2 separate regions of the Mus musculus genome follow, and region 2 is linked to region 1. Evidence: chromatin contacts called from public HiChIP or PLAC-seq data. All regions are on one chromosome and are shown on one strand. The core of a region is the stretch at or near the end of the contact, and the rest is flanking DNA. Distances in the headings are between cores, read along the strand shown.

Region 1 (7,856 bases), core at 3,671-6,170:
ACTGCTGGTGGAGAATGGGCTAAAAGGGAGGTTAAAGCATTTAAGAACCATCATTAAAAGTAGGGTTTTTTTTTTTTAATTAAAGTTACAGTCATTCAACTGGTGCCTCAATGTTAGCAAGAAAAACCAGACATTAGGGAGATGGAAGATGCTCAACTCTGGAAGGGTATGAAAGGGTGGACATTTCACAAGAAGGACATCTCAGCAGGGCCAGAGCAGGGTGAGGCAAGTGAAGAACCAACTGGCAGTCAGCTCCATCTTCACTGTGATTCTCCTTACATTTTGTACCCAAGTGCCTCTTGGACTTCACCCCAGTGTCCTGGCTAGTTTTGTGTCAACTTGACCCAGCTGGAGTTATCACAGAGAAAGGAGCTTCATTTGAGGAAATGCCTCCATGAGATCCAACTGTAAGGCATTTTCTCAATTAGTGATCAAGGGGGAAAGGCCCCTTGTGGGTGGGACCATCTCTGGGCTGGTAATCTTGGCTTCTATAAGACAGCAGGCTGAGCAAGCCAGGGGAAGCAAGCCAGTAAGGAACATCCCTTCATGGCCTCTGCATCAGCTCCTGCTTCCTGACCTGTTTGAGTTCCAGTCCTGACTTCCTTGGTGGTAAACAGCAGCATGGAATTATAAGATGAATAAACCCTTTCCTCCCCAACTTGCTTCTTGGTCATGATGTTTGTGCAGGAATAGAAACCCTGACTAAGACACCCCATTCTCTAGATCTCAACATCTACTGGTGATGGGAGCTGGGGCAGCCAATCCTGGAGACCAGAGAAACCTTGACCTCATAGTGAATGAAGGTTGCTCTGCTGGGGAGGTGAGGCAGACTCAGGGGACAAAAAGTTGAGCCTGTGGAGAACTTTGGGCAACCCAGGAACGAATACAGTTTGTATATTAGATCTTGGCCTCAGATGGTTAGGATTGTCTAGTTATTCTTCTTGGTGTTATACTGGTGTCTGTTTCCATATTTGACGTATATCACAAGAAAGCTAACAAGACATAAAAAAGTTGATTGACCTCTAAGTAGTATCACAACCTCTACTCTCCACTGCCATGGAAAGTAGTGTCCAGGACAGTTACCTTTGATGGGTAGGTGTCCTCAAACCATGATTCCGACAGCATCATTTAGGGGCACCCCTTCATGAAGATAGAACAAGGAAGAAGGAAAGTTGAAGTCTGGACCCTAGAACCTGCAGTCTCGTCAGAATTCACACTGGCATTCTGAACATTTGATTTAGTTTTCCTGTGCTAAAAGTCTAAAAATCATTATCCTAAGAGATATTTTAATAACTACCGTTGAGAATGCATGTCCCAGTTTCATTTCTGTTGCTGTAAAAAATCCTGACAAAAAATGTCTTAGGGGAGAAGGTCAGTTAGCTCAGAAGTCTAGGTTTTAGTCCATCATGGTAGGGAAGTCTAGGCCAGAACTTGAAGCAGCTAATGACATCGCATTCACAGTCAGGAGTGGAGAGAAGTGAATGCTTGTTGTTTGATTGTTTAGCATCCTTCTTTACCCCTTTCAACAGTCAAGGGTCCTCTGACTATGGGTTGTGTCATCCACAGTAGGCTGGGTCATTCTATGTCAATTAATATAATCAGAAAGTCTCCCCCAGAGATCCACTGGCCAACCTGTCCTATCTGATTCTTGATTGAGACTCCCTTTCCAAATGATTCTAGATTGTGTCAAGCTTACACTTAAGTCTATTGATTACAAACTCTTTTCATTAACTATTTTCAGATTATCCATCTCCTCTTTCTTGTTCTGATCTACATGATATGAATGGCTGTTGCTTTTTATCTATTAGTGAACTGAGAACAGACCTTATTCAACATCTGAGATGACACTATAGGTATTTGTGGACAGACCTGAGTGAAGGATGCCTGGGACAACATAGGACTCCCTTGACCATTGCTGCTAATACTTTTCTCACCCGCTGGCTGCTGTCTCAGTACCTACCCAGGGTTCCCAGATCAGAGTGAGGCCTGATAACATGGAGAAACAATCCCTCTGCTTTATCCCCACAGCCCCATTGTCTGTTAGTGTGAGGTCTACTTCAAGGATGGATGCCTATGATGTCTATCCACCCCTTTCAGAAAAGCTCCCTCCTGTCCAGTGGGATATAATCTTGGAGACCCCTACAGGGCAAAGCTTAGAATATAACCAAGCAAATAGGATGCCCACTGCCCAGGCTCTCATTTCCCTGCAGGAGGGCCTCTCTATTTCCTAGTTAATGATCACAGGGTGACCATAAATTCCAACTTGCCTAGGACAGTCCTATTTTATGCCTGTTGCCCTGGTGTAATTATTAATAGCTTCCCTTTTACCCCCAAAGTGTCCTATTTAGGGTGATAAATTATATGGTCCCCTTAATTGTCCTGATTATGATCAGAGGGTTTTCTCAGCTCCAGTGACCGCTGATGCTTACCTCCCGCCATTCTGCCTTGAGCTGATCTTCTAGACAACTGACCACCCATGTGCTTAGGGGCTTCCTCTCTACTCTTCCATGTGTGGTATCCATTTCTGCCCCTCCCCCATTCATTCAATGAGTATTCCATGTGTACCTCAGTACACCAGGGCATCCCTGGCACTAGACACTAGAAAGCAAGGGTAGTGAAAGATAGACAGATTATCAGTACATTAGTATGGGTCAATTCTTCTCCCTCACAATTGAGGTGTGAAAAATGCACAGTAACCTCCTTTATACGCAGGGAATTCATTGCAGAAACCTTCCCCTCAGAATGTTTCTGAAGTCACGGGCAGTACTGATTCCTACCCACGTGTTGTTGCTCACACATACACACCTATGATTAAACAAGGGACTTGTGCTTCTGAGCCAAACATTCTACTGCTGACCTATATTTATAGCTCTATCAAATTTTTGAGATAGTGTCTCACTAAGTTGTTCAGGATGGCTTTGAACTCAGTATGTAGTACAGGCACGTCTTAAACTTGTGATCTTCCTGTCTCAGCCACACAAATAGCTGGGATTACAGTTCTGTTGTGTCATCAGATCCAGCTATATTTAATATATATGTATATACGTATACACACATGTTTATATATATACATATATATGTGTATGTATATATATGTGTGTGTGTATATATATATATATATATATATATATATATATATATATATATGTGTGTGTGTGTGTGTGTGTGTGTGTGTGTGTGTGTGTGTTTTCCCCAAAACAGGATTCCTGGACTCACTTTGTAGACCATGATATCCTTGAACTCACAGAGATCAACCTGCTGCTTCTACTTCCTGAGTTCTGGGGTTAAAGGTGTGTACCACCATGCCCATCTCTTTAATATATTTTAATGTGGGGCTAGGCCTGGTCGTGCATACCTTTAACCTTTAGTATTTAAGAGGCAGAGGCAGTACTTAAATCTCTATGAGTTCCAGGCTATCCAAAGTTATATAGTGAGACCCTTATTAAAATGTGTGTATATTATATATAAATATAATGGGTGGCACTGGGAGTAAGGAACACATGCATGTTGTAAGCAGGGCAGTTTCTCTACACATGTGCCCTCTAAACCAAGTCTGATACAGTGTGTGAGTGACTTTGATGGGGAAGGGACATTCCAGGTAAAGGAATAGATGTCAAAGCCCCAAGAAATGAGAAGCAAGATCACAGTGTGACTGATGGCAGTGCCAGCTAGGGGTTTAGAGTACACACAGATTGGATGACTCAAGGTCCTGTGTTCTCTGCAGCTGCCTGACATTAATGCTATATGTCTTGATGGCCTTGGAGGATGGTGATTGGTTCATTGAGCCATCTGTTCTCTTGGGCACAGTGGGTCTGAGGCAAAGCTTCCCAGGTCCATTGTATTTAGACTGTAGATGTGGTATGGGCATATAGAGGTTCCCACAGCAACTGAGCTGTAAACCAATCCCCTGACATCCATTGATGGCATCAGCCTCCAGAAGGCCCATGATATCTTCCACTACAGAAGAGCCTGCTCTATAGACCTTGATTGAGGCTCATCCCAGGGGCTTGGAATCTTACTTGGTACTCATTCTGCATAATTCTGTCAAGCTATTTAGCAGCCAGAGTACCCAGGATGAAGAGTGGCACCCCACTGTTTAATAGATGCTTCTTAGTGTTGTCATAGCCATTAAATGTGTCAATATTGTATTATTGGTTTTAAGTGTAAGTACTAATAGCCATTCTCTACACACCACAGGTTGTGCTATTGGTCATATTTTCCCCATGGCAGCCAGGAAGCTCCTCTTCAGTCTTTCATATCACCCATAGTAAGTGGGCAGGAACCTCCAGCATGAATTTTTTTTCTAAATTAACCCACCCTGAACTTCAATTTATAATGCCACTCCTACTTTTTGCCTCTATTACTTTTTTTTTTTTTTTAAATCTTACTAACCAAATTTGAAACTTTTAAGTGGTCTGAGTCTTAAACAAATCCCTAGAGAAATCACACTTCGGACACTGTCATTTGCAAGTAAGTTTTAGGCACCTACTATGTGAAAGGAGGTGTTAGGCTCAGCAGGAGGGACTAGAAAAAATGGTTGTAGAGTCCCTGCCCTCCAGCTTAAGTCCCTATTTTGTGTCCCTCACTTTCTCATGGGTCAGATCTCAATGAACACCAGCATTCTATAGAATGAGGAAACTGACCCCCCAAATTCCATCCCTCAAAGGGATTAGTTATTTGCATAATTTACTTTGTTAATAATGGTGCCTGGCCTAGTACCTGCAGGGAGGAAATAGAGTTTTAGAAAAGAAGATGGTGGGGTCGACATTATTTCAGCCTGTCTGTGTTGATGTCTTTGTGTAGAAGGGATCCGAGAGCCTTGGTGTGAGGGTTCAAATGTCTCTCTAAGCATCCCCCCACACTTTCACCCAACAGGCCACAAAGGAAGGTTGAAACTAATTCAAACCAGACCTCAGCAGTCACATACAGTCCCATACATGATGGGGGAGGGGGAGGGGGAGCGACTACATTGAGATCTGCCCTTTGATCGTGTTCAATGCGACTTTGCATTTACCTGAGGGATTAAAAGTTCTCATTGACGGAGGCTCTGGGCTTCCTACTCAGTCTTTGACGGGACAAGCGTTAATTGGACAATATAATGGGGGCGATGTTAATTCCCCTCTTAGAGCTCCTTTTCTTGTTCAGTCGAATAGAAAGGCCCTTTTAAATGGCAGGGAGAGGAAGAAAGGAGCTGGTTTATAAGGGTAATAGACTGCGCATCTTCCCCCTTGTCTCCAAACAAGCCCTGTAGTGGAGTCAGCACAAAGCAAGTCCCAGTCAGGGGAAAGAGAAATGACCTGGTGCTAGCTGGTCTGGAATGTCACCCTGGATCTGGGATGGGGAACAGGCACTCTCTATTTTGATCTGGGGGATGGACAGGGAGTGTAAAAGGGAGAGCAGGAACCCACATGTCTTAAGGGTAATCGAAGGTCAGGTTCCTGTGGGAGTGGAGTGACAGAAGGAGGTGACCAGGTAAAGACTGAGATGAAAGGATGGACCATGTAGAGACTGCCTTACCCAGGGATCCACCCCATAATCAGCATCCAAACGCTGACACCATTGCATACACTAGCAAGATTTTATCGAAAGGACCCAGATGTAGCTGTCTCTTGTGAGACTATGCTGGGGCCTAGCAAACACAGAAGTGGATGCCCACAGTCAGCTAATGGATGGATTACAGGGCTCCCAATGGAGGAGCTAGAGAAAGTACCCAAGGAGCTGAAGGGATCTGCAACCCTATAGATGGATCAACATTATGAACTAACCAGTACCCCGGAGCTCTTGACTCTAGCTGCATATGTATCAAAAGATGGCCTAGTCGGCCATCACTGGAAAGAGAGGCCCATTGGACACACAAACTTTATATGCCCCAGAACAGGGGAACGCCAGGGCCAAAAAGGGGGAGTGGGCGGGTAGGGGAGTGGGGGTGGGTGGGTATGGGGGACTTTTGGTATAGCATTGGAAATGTAAATGAGCTAAATACCTAATAAAAAATGGAAAGAAAAAAAAAAAAAGACTGGAGAATCAGAAACCTGGAGAAAGGATTGACCACTGAGCACTCTCACTGGCCTTGAGCCTCCAAAATCGTGTCAGTTCCCAATTGCAGGGATGATGGACAAGAGATGGATTCTAAGAGCAGCAGCCCAATTTTAGAAGCAGCCTAATTAGAATCCTTGTTCTGTGAGACCTCAAAATGGGTGGGGAGGCTTCTGTGGATTCTTGAGAGCTGCTTCCTACTTCATATGCTAAGAAAGTAATGCATTCCACTCGGGTTCTATCTTCCTACCCACTCCCACTTGTCTCTTGCCTGAATTGGCTTCTTGTTGAATCTCAACGATATACTTCCTCAGCCCTGACTTTTAATGAACGATGAATAGAACTCCATAATAGGTACTTTGATATCACCATGATCATAATACTGGACAGGAGCAATGTAAGGGAAATTTATTTCAACTCATGGTTTCAGTTCATCATGGCGAGGGATGCATGGCAGAGTAGCTCAGTTCCTGGCAGCAGGAAGAGGCTGTCCACATCGCAGAAGAGTGAGATGCACAGAACAGGCAGGAACCAGGGGCCAGTCTATAACCCCCACAGACACAGCCCCTCAGCCAGGAACTTGCCATACCAGCTAGGCCTACCTTCAACAGGTTCCACAGCATGTCAAAGGAGTGTGATCACCTAGAGGACAAGTATTCAAATCACAAGCCCGTGGGGACACCAGATCCAGACCATTCCCGTCTCTATTGATCGATGAGTCAGCAAAAACATTCTGGTAATTTCCTAAAGGGCACATACCCCACTGTGTGCTCTTGAGCAAGTTCAACTTTGGTATGCCTTCCACATTCAGAGCCGCAATAACTGCCTTGCCTTTCCAGTCAAAGGGGTTCTTTCAGGGATCAATGGAGAAAATGGATATTTAAAAAATGCTGTATAAACTCCAAAATATGTGAGATGAATTATTCTCTTTACATTTTTCTCCACTAGAGAGATGAAAGGAATATATGAGGGAAAATGAACAGCAGTGCTGCATTGCTTTTGAAAGATCAGCTTGCCGGGCATGGAGCCTGGGGAGAAGCTGGGGAGGCCTGTGTGATCAGAGGGCCCTGTGGTGGTCCAGCTGGAGCCATCTTGGACAAGTTCTCCTGCGTGATTAGAAAGGCTTGTGGTGGTCCAGCCTGAGCCACCTTAGACAAGTCCCAGTGGACGGGCTAAACGGTCTTTGTGATCTCTGTTAAGTTCAAGTTTCCCACGATGCCACCTAAGCCACTGTCTTTCCAAGCTTCCCTTTGCAATTCTCAAAGCCTGAACTATTCGGAATAATTTGAGAGCTACAAACAAAATTGAAGCTTCCAGAGTTCCAGCCATCAATTGAATGTTTTTGTTTGTCTGTTTGTTTGCGGATTGACTAAGACATATGTAGTAACTTCCACTCATATTTTAATATCAGGTTGCAGAAAAGGTTTTGAAATTATGAAGGACTTGTCTTATGGCAAAAAGAAGAGAACGAGAGAAGGAGGCTGAGCTTTGCTAACCATGAGCTCATAGTTTGACAGGTTCAGTCCATGATGTCCTGTAGATCAGTCCGTGTGGCAGAAGTGTGGGCAGGAGGCTGTTCACATCACAGTAGACAAGGGAGAAAAGAATGAGGCAGGAGCCCTTCTCCTCAGATATCTCAAAACACTATACCACCCCCATCTTTTAAAAAAATTTGCCTGGAGTTAATTCTCTACAATTTACATTTCTTAGGTCTTCTGGCATCAGGGATATGCTTCTCTGCCAATAGATGTCATCATTAGGAGACCTCCCAAATAGGAAAGGGAGCGGAGGATCCTGCTTTGCTCAAACAGGAGACAGCA
Region 2 (7,856 bases), core at 4,018-6,517, 190 kb before region 1:
GTGTGTGTTTTGGTGGCATTGGTTGGGGGGGGGGGGTGTATCTTTGTTTTGAGATAGGATTTTGCTACACCACCAAGGCAAGCCTTCAACTTCTATATGTAACCTAGGTTGGCCTGATTAGTTAGCTCAGGCTAATACCAAATTTGCATTTCTTTAGACTCAGCCACAATAGCACTAGGATCACAGGCAACACACCCTGCTTGTTGATTGGCACTAACAAGTCTTACAGTGTTTTTGCTATTGACAACCTTGAAGCAGTACGTATTCTTGGTGATTTGTCTTAATCTCTCTCTCTCTCTCTCTTTCTCTCTCTCTCTCTCCCTCCATCCATCCTTCCCTCTCCCTCTCTCTGTCCCTCTCTCTGTCCCTCTCTCTGTCCCTCTCTCCCTCCCTCCTTTCTTCCCTCCCTTCACCCAGGGTATGACTTAGTCTGTAAACCACTCTAGTCTCAATTTATGTAAATCTACCTTCTTTGGCCCCCGATGTTGAGTGTTGGGATTAAAGATGAATGTCACTAATGGAGTCTCAGTTTGGTTGTTGTTGTGGTTGTGGTTTTGGTGTGGTTTTGTTTTTGTTTGTTTGTTTGTTTGTTTGTTTGAGACAGGATCTTGCTAAAGACACCACATTAGCCTCAATTTTGTAAATCTTCCCAATTCTCCCTCCCAAGTGTTGATGTTTACAGATATGCTCTGTTATCTTCAGGAGTTTTAAAAACTATTTTACATTGCACACTTATTTATTTTAAGGACTGGGTGAGATCATAGGACAGCTTTAAGCAGATGATTCTCTCCTTCCACTAAATGAGACCCAGGGATCAAACTCAAGTTGCCAGGTTTGGCCACAGGTTCCTTTACCCACTAAAGACATTTCAGCAGCTCTTGCTTTATTATCTCTTTTTGGGTGATTCTAGAATGGAATTCTTTCTACTTTTGGGACAGAAGCAGCAGTGGTGTATGAAAGTGTTCGTATCTCTCACTCTCCAGCCTCACCACCGTTTTGAGGCAATCTGCTAGACTGAATTGTTAATCTCCCTGAGATTTAATTTGGATTGTCCCGAGTCAGGCGAAGTAGCCCATTTTCTTGTTGGTACTCAATTTGCATTTCCTGTTTGGCAAATTGCCTATTCATATCCTAGAGCCAGATTCCTCTCTGGCTTTTCTTTACCTCCATTCAGTTTCTAGGATCCCTTCCTGCACGAGGAATATAACCTTTGCCTCTGAGGGCCCTCAGGAAGTGCCATCCCAAATATGACATTTTTGAGAGCTGATGAACTCAAGGGGCGACGGAGCTGGAAACTGCAAGTGTAGGCTTAGCTGTACCCCTTATCTACATAAAGACATCCTCCCAAGGCAGCTAGGCTGTTCTGAATCTACTCTCCAGTTTCTTATCTCCCAGTGGAGATTACCTCCGTGACACCCAGCCAAGGTAGACTCTCCCTGACCTATTCTGTGGGCCGCTTCCAGACAGGGTTAATAATACCTGAGACTGTATCGGTCTGATAAAGTCAGACCTGCTTTCCTTCCCTCAGCTCCCAGAACGCTAGGCATCCCGGGACACTGCATGAGTCTCAGTCATTTGACCATCCTTCAGACCTCAGATGTGTGAGGCTCCCATCCACTGACATATTGTTCAGTGTATTTTCTACTATGCTAATCTGTCTGTTTTGATAGTTCTACTTTTTGCAGTCAAATCTTAAAAGCCAACCTATTTTCATATTTTACTTTTTTTGTGCAATGCAGAATATAAGTTTTCTTTTCTCCTCTTCCTCCTCTGTCTTTTTTTCTTTCATACAATACTTCCTCATCGTCCTCCCCTATCCCCGACTTTTTAAAAAAATAAAGTCAATTAATCTGCAGGATTTTTTTTTTTTTTAGTATGTATATGTGTTGACCTGTTTGCCTCAGAATGCATGCAGAGATCAGCAAACAACTTGCAGGAGTCTTTTCTCCCCTTCCACCACGTGCATGGGGCCTCAGGCAGTTAGACATAGAGGAAAGGGTCCTTACCACCTGAGCTAGCTTACCAACTGGGTCCCAGGGATTTTTCAACTATTTTAAGCAAAAATTACAAGTCCTTTATTTTGTTGGGCCTGGGTCTTGTGGTATAGTCCAGGATGACTTCGGACTCCCTGCCTCAGCCTCACGAGAGCTGGAGTACAGTACCACAAGGGACTGTGCCTTTATTTGGGCAGGAGAAATTTGGACTCAGTAAAATAGTCCCAGAAGAAACCCAAAAGCTGGATGAGGTTGTTGGTCTACTAACCATGATGGATTAAATCCTCCTGGGTTTGTGTACCTGTGAGCTGTCTTTATTTATTTCATTTGGTAAAGAAAGAAATATAGGAAGGAAGGAAGGAAGGAAGGAAGGAAGGAAGGAAGGAAGGAAGGAAGGAAGGAAGGAAGGAAGGGAGGGAGGGAGGGAGGGAGGGAGGGAGGGAGGGAGGGAGGGAGGAAGGAAGGAAAGAAGGAAGGAAGGAAAGAAGGAAGAGTAATGCAACATCCCCCCATCATTTTATTTATAAACCAGATCCACTCTTTAATTCTTAAAGGAGCCATTCCTGTTGGGTGTGTGTCTATTTTTTCTAGTGTAGGTGAGGTCCATGAAGCTGTTGTCCTGGTCCACATTGGGTCTTAAGATGTGAACAAAGTCTTGGTTTCGAAGACCACCAAAGACTCCTTTCATTTGTGTGTGTGCCCCTTGGAATCGTGAAGTGAGTGCGTCAACATTTATTTGTAAGAAGAATAGTTGGGTTTCTGGGCAAATCCACCAAGAATGGGCATTAGGTAATTTTTCTCTATGCACAGCCTTTTATCTTTCCACCTGCCAATGAAGGTACCAATAAATACTTTCTGACTTTTATCATTCTGCTAACCTTCAGATTCAGACTTGCTGGTAATTTCAGTAATTGCTGGTTTGCATTAAGAGCCGGAGATTAGAGATTAAGGTCCAAGGAAGATAAACGATTTGCTCAGAGGCATATAGAGCAAGTAACCAGGTCACCTTCTCTCTGTCCCCTCTTTTCTGAAACATCTTATCTTTTAGCAGAGTGAAGAGCACAGGTGTGGAGAGAGAACTTTATCCATAACTAACCAGGCCATCTTAGCCGACTTTCCCAGTCCCCTGCTGCTTGAGGGAGTTCTAGTAGGCTGGTCAAAGTGTCCTTTACGTGTCCGCTGCTGAAGTTCTGAGGAAGATTCTAGAAGCCAGATGTGGTGGCACAGACCTGTAGTCCCAGAGTTTGGGTAATGGCAAGAGGATCAATTCAAGGTCATCCTCCTCAATAAAAATAGAGTTCAAGGTCATCTTGGACTATATGAGACCTCGGCTCAAAAAACAAACAGAAACACCTCTCCTCCCCCCCCCCCCAAAGCAACAACAAAAAGAAAAGGTTCTGGGAGCCACACCTATCTCTCCCCCACTGTGCCACTAATAAACAAAACTAACCTGCCAGATCTGGCTGTCTAAAAGGGTTCCTTTCAATGGAGCCTACCTCCAGCGGCATCCAGGAACACTTACCATACAGCCCCTGCTGTGTATGTATAATTACAATCTGAGGCAAAGTTTTCAGAGAGCCAGCATCTTGAGGGAGAATTCAGCGGGAGGTCTCGGTTTGGAAGAGGCCAGGGGTGTGAAAATGAGGGTGTTAAAGGCTTTTGCAAAGGTAATGGGTTTTACATATGTGAGCCCAATAAGAAAGGCCTTGGAAGGGTGGCTCACCCTCATTCACGGCTACTTCCTAGAACCTGCCGCAGTCCCCAGAATTATGTAGGCATTCGGGGACAGATGGGAAGACTTTCACACATGCTAATACACATTTTGACCTTGACTCTCTAGGCATTCTCTTCTTCCTCGCTGGAGGTGAATGAGGGGTGTCATTTTCAATTTAGAGGGAAATGGAGACGCTTCCCCACAAACAAGCTTAAGGGTTTAAGGATAAATCCCACCCTACTGAGAATGTGTGTTGAAAAAGGGCTTCACCCAGGGACCCAGGTTACTCCTGGAAAGTTTTGTGGGGCAAGAGCATTTATTTTTAGCCCCACATTTAGGAAACAAACCTTTTAGCATGCTTGCCTAGACAGAAGTGAGACGCTGTGGGATGGGGAGGGAGGGAAATGTGCCCACGGCTGTGAGGAAAGAATACACGCACCCTGCTCTAGTCTAAATAAGATGTCGCGCTCTCTCTGTTCACGCCAGCTCGTAAGTGAGGCAAATGGGACACAAAGAGGCCAAATTAATGATGGCTTTCCTTGATGTCACCATCCGTAGGAACTCGAGGTATACAGAGCAGTCAGTGATTTGGGCAAGGAAAGCAGCGGTCCGTAATTCAACCCTGGCTTCGGAAAGGCTTTTGTTGGGAACGGTGGGCGCGACTTCAGGGGACGTCCCTCCACGCGTTTCACAATCCCTTCCGCGGTAGCAAGGATTCGCTAATTGTCTCGCGGGGGTGGCCCCACTCGGGCTCCGAGGCTGGGCGGTGCGGCTCCGCTTTCTGCTTGGTCTCCGCGAGGTGTCGCCTTCGGCCGAAGAAAGCGGTAAGGCGCCACCCTCGTAGCCCGCACTTATTTATTTTCAAACAAGGGGGGCGCCCCTTCCTTTCAATTTGAAACTAGAAACCTCCTGCGGTCTGTTTCTACGTGGGCGCGTCCTCGGCCTCCCATTTTGCACTCCTGTGTCGCCTTCCTTCGAGATCACACACGAACAGCCCCTCGACCAGGCCTTGTTCCACTTTAGCCTGGAGCTCATCTTTCACACAAACATACACTCGCGCGCAGTCCACGCAGGGACTGGGCTAGAAACCTCTTTTCCCATTCCCAGAACACACCCAGCGACCTTTAAAAAAAAAAAAACACGGAGTGCAGCGGGTGCAAGCCAGGGGGTCCAAAAGGGAGGGGGAAGCACTCCTCGGGTTTCCCAGCTTTGCTGCTTGCAGTCTGAAAAACGAGAGGGGGGAGGGGGAGAGAGGGAGGGACGGAGGGGGAGAGGAGAGGAGGGGAGGAGGGGGAGAGGAGAAGAGGGGAGGAGGGAAGGGAGAGAGAGAGAGAGAGAGAGAGAGAGTCGGAAAAAAAGAGAAAAGCAAATGGCTTTTGGCGCGAAAGGCTTTGGCGCCTCCCCTGATTTTTATGGAAATCAAGAGGGCGGGGAAAAGCCTCTTGCCTCTGCCTTTCTCCCTCCCCCTCGTCTGCGCCACAGCCCCCTTCTCTCCCCGCCCCCCGGGTGTGTCAGATTTTTTCAGTTAATAATATCCCCCGAGCTTCAAAGCGCAGCCAGTGACAGTCATCTGTCTGGACGCGCTGGGTGGATGCGGGGGGCTCCTGGGAACTGGGTTGGAGCCGAACGAGCGCTAGCCAGGCGTAAGCGCGCACACACTGCAGCCGCCGGAGGACAACCCCCTCCCGCCGCCGCTCCCTCAGCCCACCCGGAGACCCCAGCCCCGAGTCGCCTCCGGATCCCCGGCAGTCTGCGGGAGGTAAGAAGCGGTACTTGCGAAGCTTCGAGCGCCCGGGGAACGGCGGAGCGCTGCGGCTAGGCAAGCCCCTGGACGCGGCTCCGCACCCTGCACCCAAATATGCCGGGCTTTTCTGGGGGAGGGGGTAAGGGGGCAACACACCGCGTCTGCTTCCGAAACAAAACCATCTGGGTTTTTTGTTTTTTTTTTTTTCCTGAAAAGCCTATTCAGCACCCGAAGGCACCCTGGCTGGAAGAGACCCGCCCTAATCCCTTTTACAGCCCTGGCCCAGGCAGAGAAATAGCTTTAGCGAAAAGAAATTCGCCCGGCTCCACAAGATTTGTCTGAGTGTGAGGTGACTGGGAACCGGTGCGTCCCCACCCCAAGCTGGGGTTCTCCAAAAGGTGCCGCGGGGAAAGAAGGAAAAGGGGTTAGGCGAAGCTAGGTGCCTGAGTGATAATGTAGGTCACGGCTGCTCCGGCTTAGGAGACGCGATTCTCGCCGGCGACCCTGCACCATTCCTAGGGATGGGGTTCAGCCTTTCCCCCCGCCTGTTGAAGAGGTTGAGGTCTCTGAAGGAAGGGGAATGGAAAGGGTATAGGTATAGGCAGCGATGAGTACCAAGGGTATCTGCCAAGATTGAGGCTCTAGGTCTAGGTGGAGAGGGTTGTATGTAATTGCCTGTTGTTGGTCTGACTGGAGAAAGGCCCTTAATAATTAATAAAGTTTCCTGAACCCCGTTAGCGTTTGCGCTCCCGTGATCGCATTTCTGCAAAAGGGGAATGAAAGGTACTTCAATCCCATGCCTGGTAGCTGGGCTAGAGAGCAAGGACTTCCTTTAAGCAACTAGTGCAAGTGGGGTAGTCGCGCTAGTAAGAGCTGAGATCTGCAGCTTGAACAGCCCCCCTCCCCCAGGCAGTGCCTTGTGTGAATGAAACGGCAGTTTCCAAAGTTGCAGAGAGCCACACCACCCCCTGCATCTGCAAGCCCCCTCCCACTCCCAGTCTTAGACAGCTTGTACACAAAAGGAGGGAGTAGGGGAGACGCTCAACTTTCTCCCACCTTCCAGAGCTGTGGGGAGCTTGCAGAAGAGATTGGGGGCTCCCACTGCCTGTCCCCACCAACCCACCCCTTTGGCTCATTCTCTCTTGGTTTGCCTATTGGTTGTAGAGTTGGAGGTTGGCGCGACTCTGCTGCTCTCCACGGGAAGGAAGCACTCCCCCATATTAAAAAGAGCGGAGATATTAAAAGAGAGGCGAACCCATGCCCAGCTGCACCGCGTCCACCATGCCGGGGATGATCTGCAAGAACCCAGACCTCGAGTTTGACTCACTGCAGCCCTGCTTCTACCCGGACGAAGATGACTTCTACTTCGGCGGTCCCGACTCGACCCCACCGGGGGAGGACATCTGGAAGAAGTTTGAGCTGCTGCCCACGCCCCCGTTGTCGCCCAGCCGCGCCTTCCCAGAGCACAGCCCGGAGCCTTCGAATTGGGCTACGGAGATGCTGCTGCCGGAGGCCGACCTGTGGGGCAACCCGGCCGAGGAGGATGCGTTCGGTCTCGGGGGCCTGGGTGGCCTCACTCCTAATCCGGTCATCCTTCAGGACTGCATGTGGAGCGGCTTCTCTGCCCGCGAGAAGCTAGAGCGCGCAGTGAACGAAAAACTACAGCACGGCCACGGGCCCCCGGGCGTCAGCTCAGCCTGCTCGGCTCCCGGAGTGGGTGCCAGCAGCCCCGGGGGCCGTGCCCTTGGTGGGTCGTCGAGTGCTAGCCACACCGGGGCCACCCTGCCTACCGACCTCTCCCACCCGGCTGCCGAATGTGTGGACCCCGCCGTGGTCTTCCCCTTCCCGGTGAACAAGCGAGAGTCGGCGTCGGTGCCCGCTGCCCCCACTAGCGCCCCGGCGACCAGCGCTGCGGTCACTAGTGTGTCTGTTCCAGCTACTGCCCCGGTGGCTGCTCCTGCTCGTGCAGGCGGCCGTCCTGCCAGCAGTGGGGAGGCCAAGGCCCTCAGCACCTCCGGAGAGGATACCTTGAGCGACTCAGGTAAAGCCTAGAGTAGAGTTCTTGCTAGCTCCTTACGGACTGGGAAGGTGGGGGTGCTGCGTTCCCTTTGTTATCATAGATTTGTGCGGGTGATTCTCTTCTGTTCACCAGCCTCCCGGGACAGAAGAGGCTGGAAACACCAGCTACACCTTCTCTTAAATTTGCCATCCCCTTTTTCGCGAATCCTTGCGGTAGGCATGCCCTCACTGTGGCAAAAGTTGGTGGCCAGCTCAGTCAGTCTGTGGAGTCCAAAAAACTACCTGTACAGAAATCTGTTAGTCCGTTGGAAAGGAACCTTTAAGCCAGGTCAAGGAAGGGAAAAGACTCCCTGCAAGACGAGGGCTGCACAATCCCACTTGCAAA

The links. HiChIP or PLAC-seq counts read pairs in DNA pulled down with a chosen protein or histone mark.
Region 2: an H3K4me3 HiChIP or PLAC-seq map of craniofacial prominence shows a contact between it and region 1, with 4 times the contacts expected there. The contact joins the promoter of Mycn here to the enhancer-like site in region 1. A contact is called at or near these places in 10 of 39 promoter capture datasets (the HPC-7 cell line, cranial neural crest, embryonic stem cells and 6 more), 1 of 15 datasets of contacts at CTCF or cohesin (large pre-B cells), 7 of 484 Hi-C or Micro-C datasets (the HPC-7 cell line, the N1E-115 cell line, Sertoli cells and 4 more), 18 of 115 datasets of contacts at active chromatin or transcription factors (the 230-238 cell line, craniofacial prominence, embryonic basal ganglia and 9 more) and 3 of 9 other capture datasets (adipose tissue, embryonic stem cells and liver).

What each region holds. Positions count from the first base shown.
Region 1 is chr12:12,751,130-12,758,985 of GRCm38.p6, reverse strand. No RefSeq gene overlaps it. Among named protein-coding and RNA genes, the nearest start is that of Gm35104, 11 kb to the left of the region's middle. Within about 2 kb of position 4,920, at least 7 of the 459 cell types and tissues checked have an H3K27ac peak or open chromatin away from gene starts, as enhancers often do. A contact at or near this core is called in craniofacial prominence, where this site is marked.
Region 2 is chr12:12,939,247-12,947,102 of GRCm38.p6, reverse strand. Mycn (v-myc avian myelocytomatosis viral related oncogene, neuroblastoma derived) reads left to right here and starts at 5,267. Exons shown (of 3, transcript NM_008709.3): 1 at 5,267-5,467; 2 at 6,617-7,493. The coding sequence starts at 6,710. RefSeq lists an enhancer at 4,468-4,496.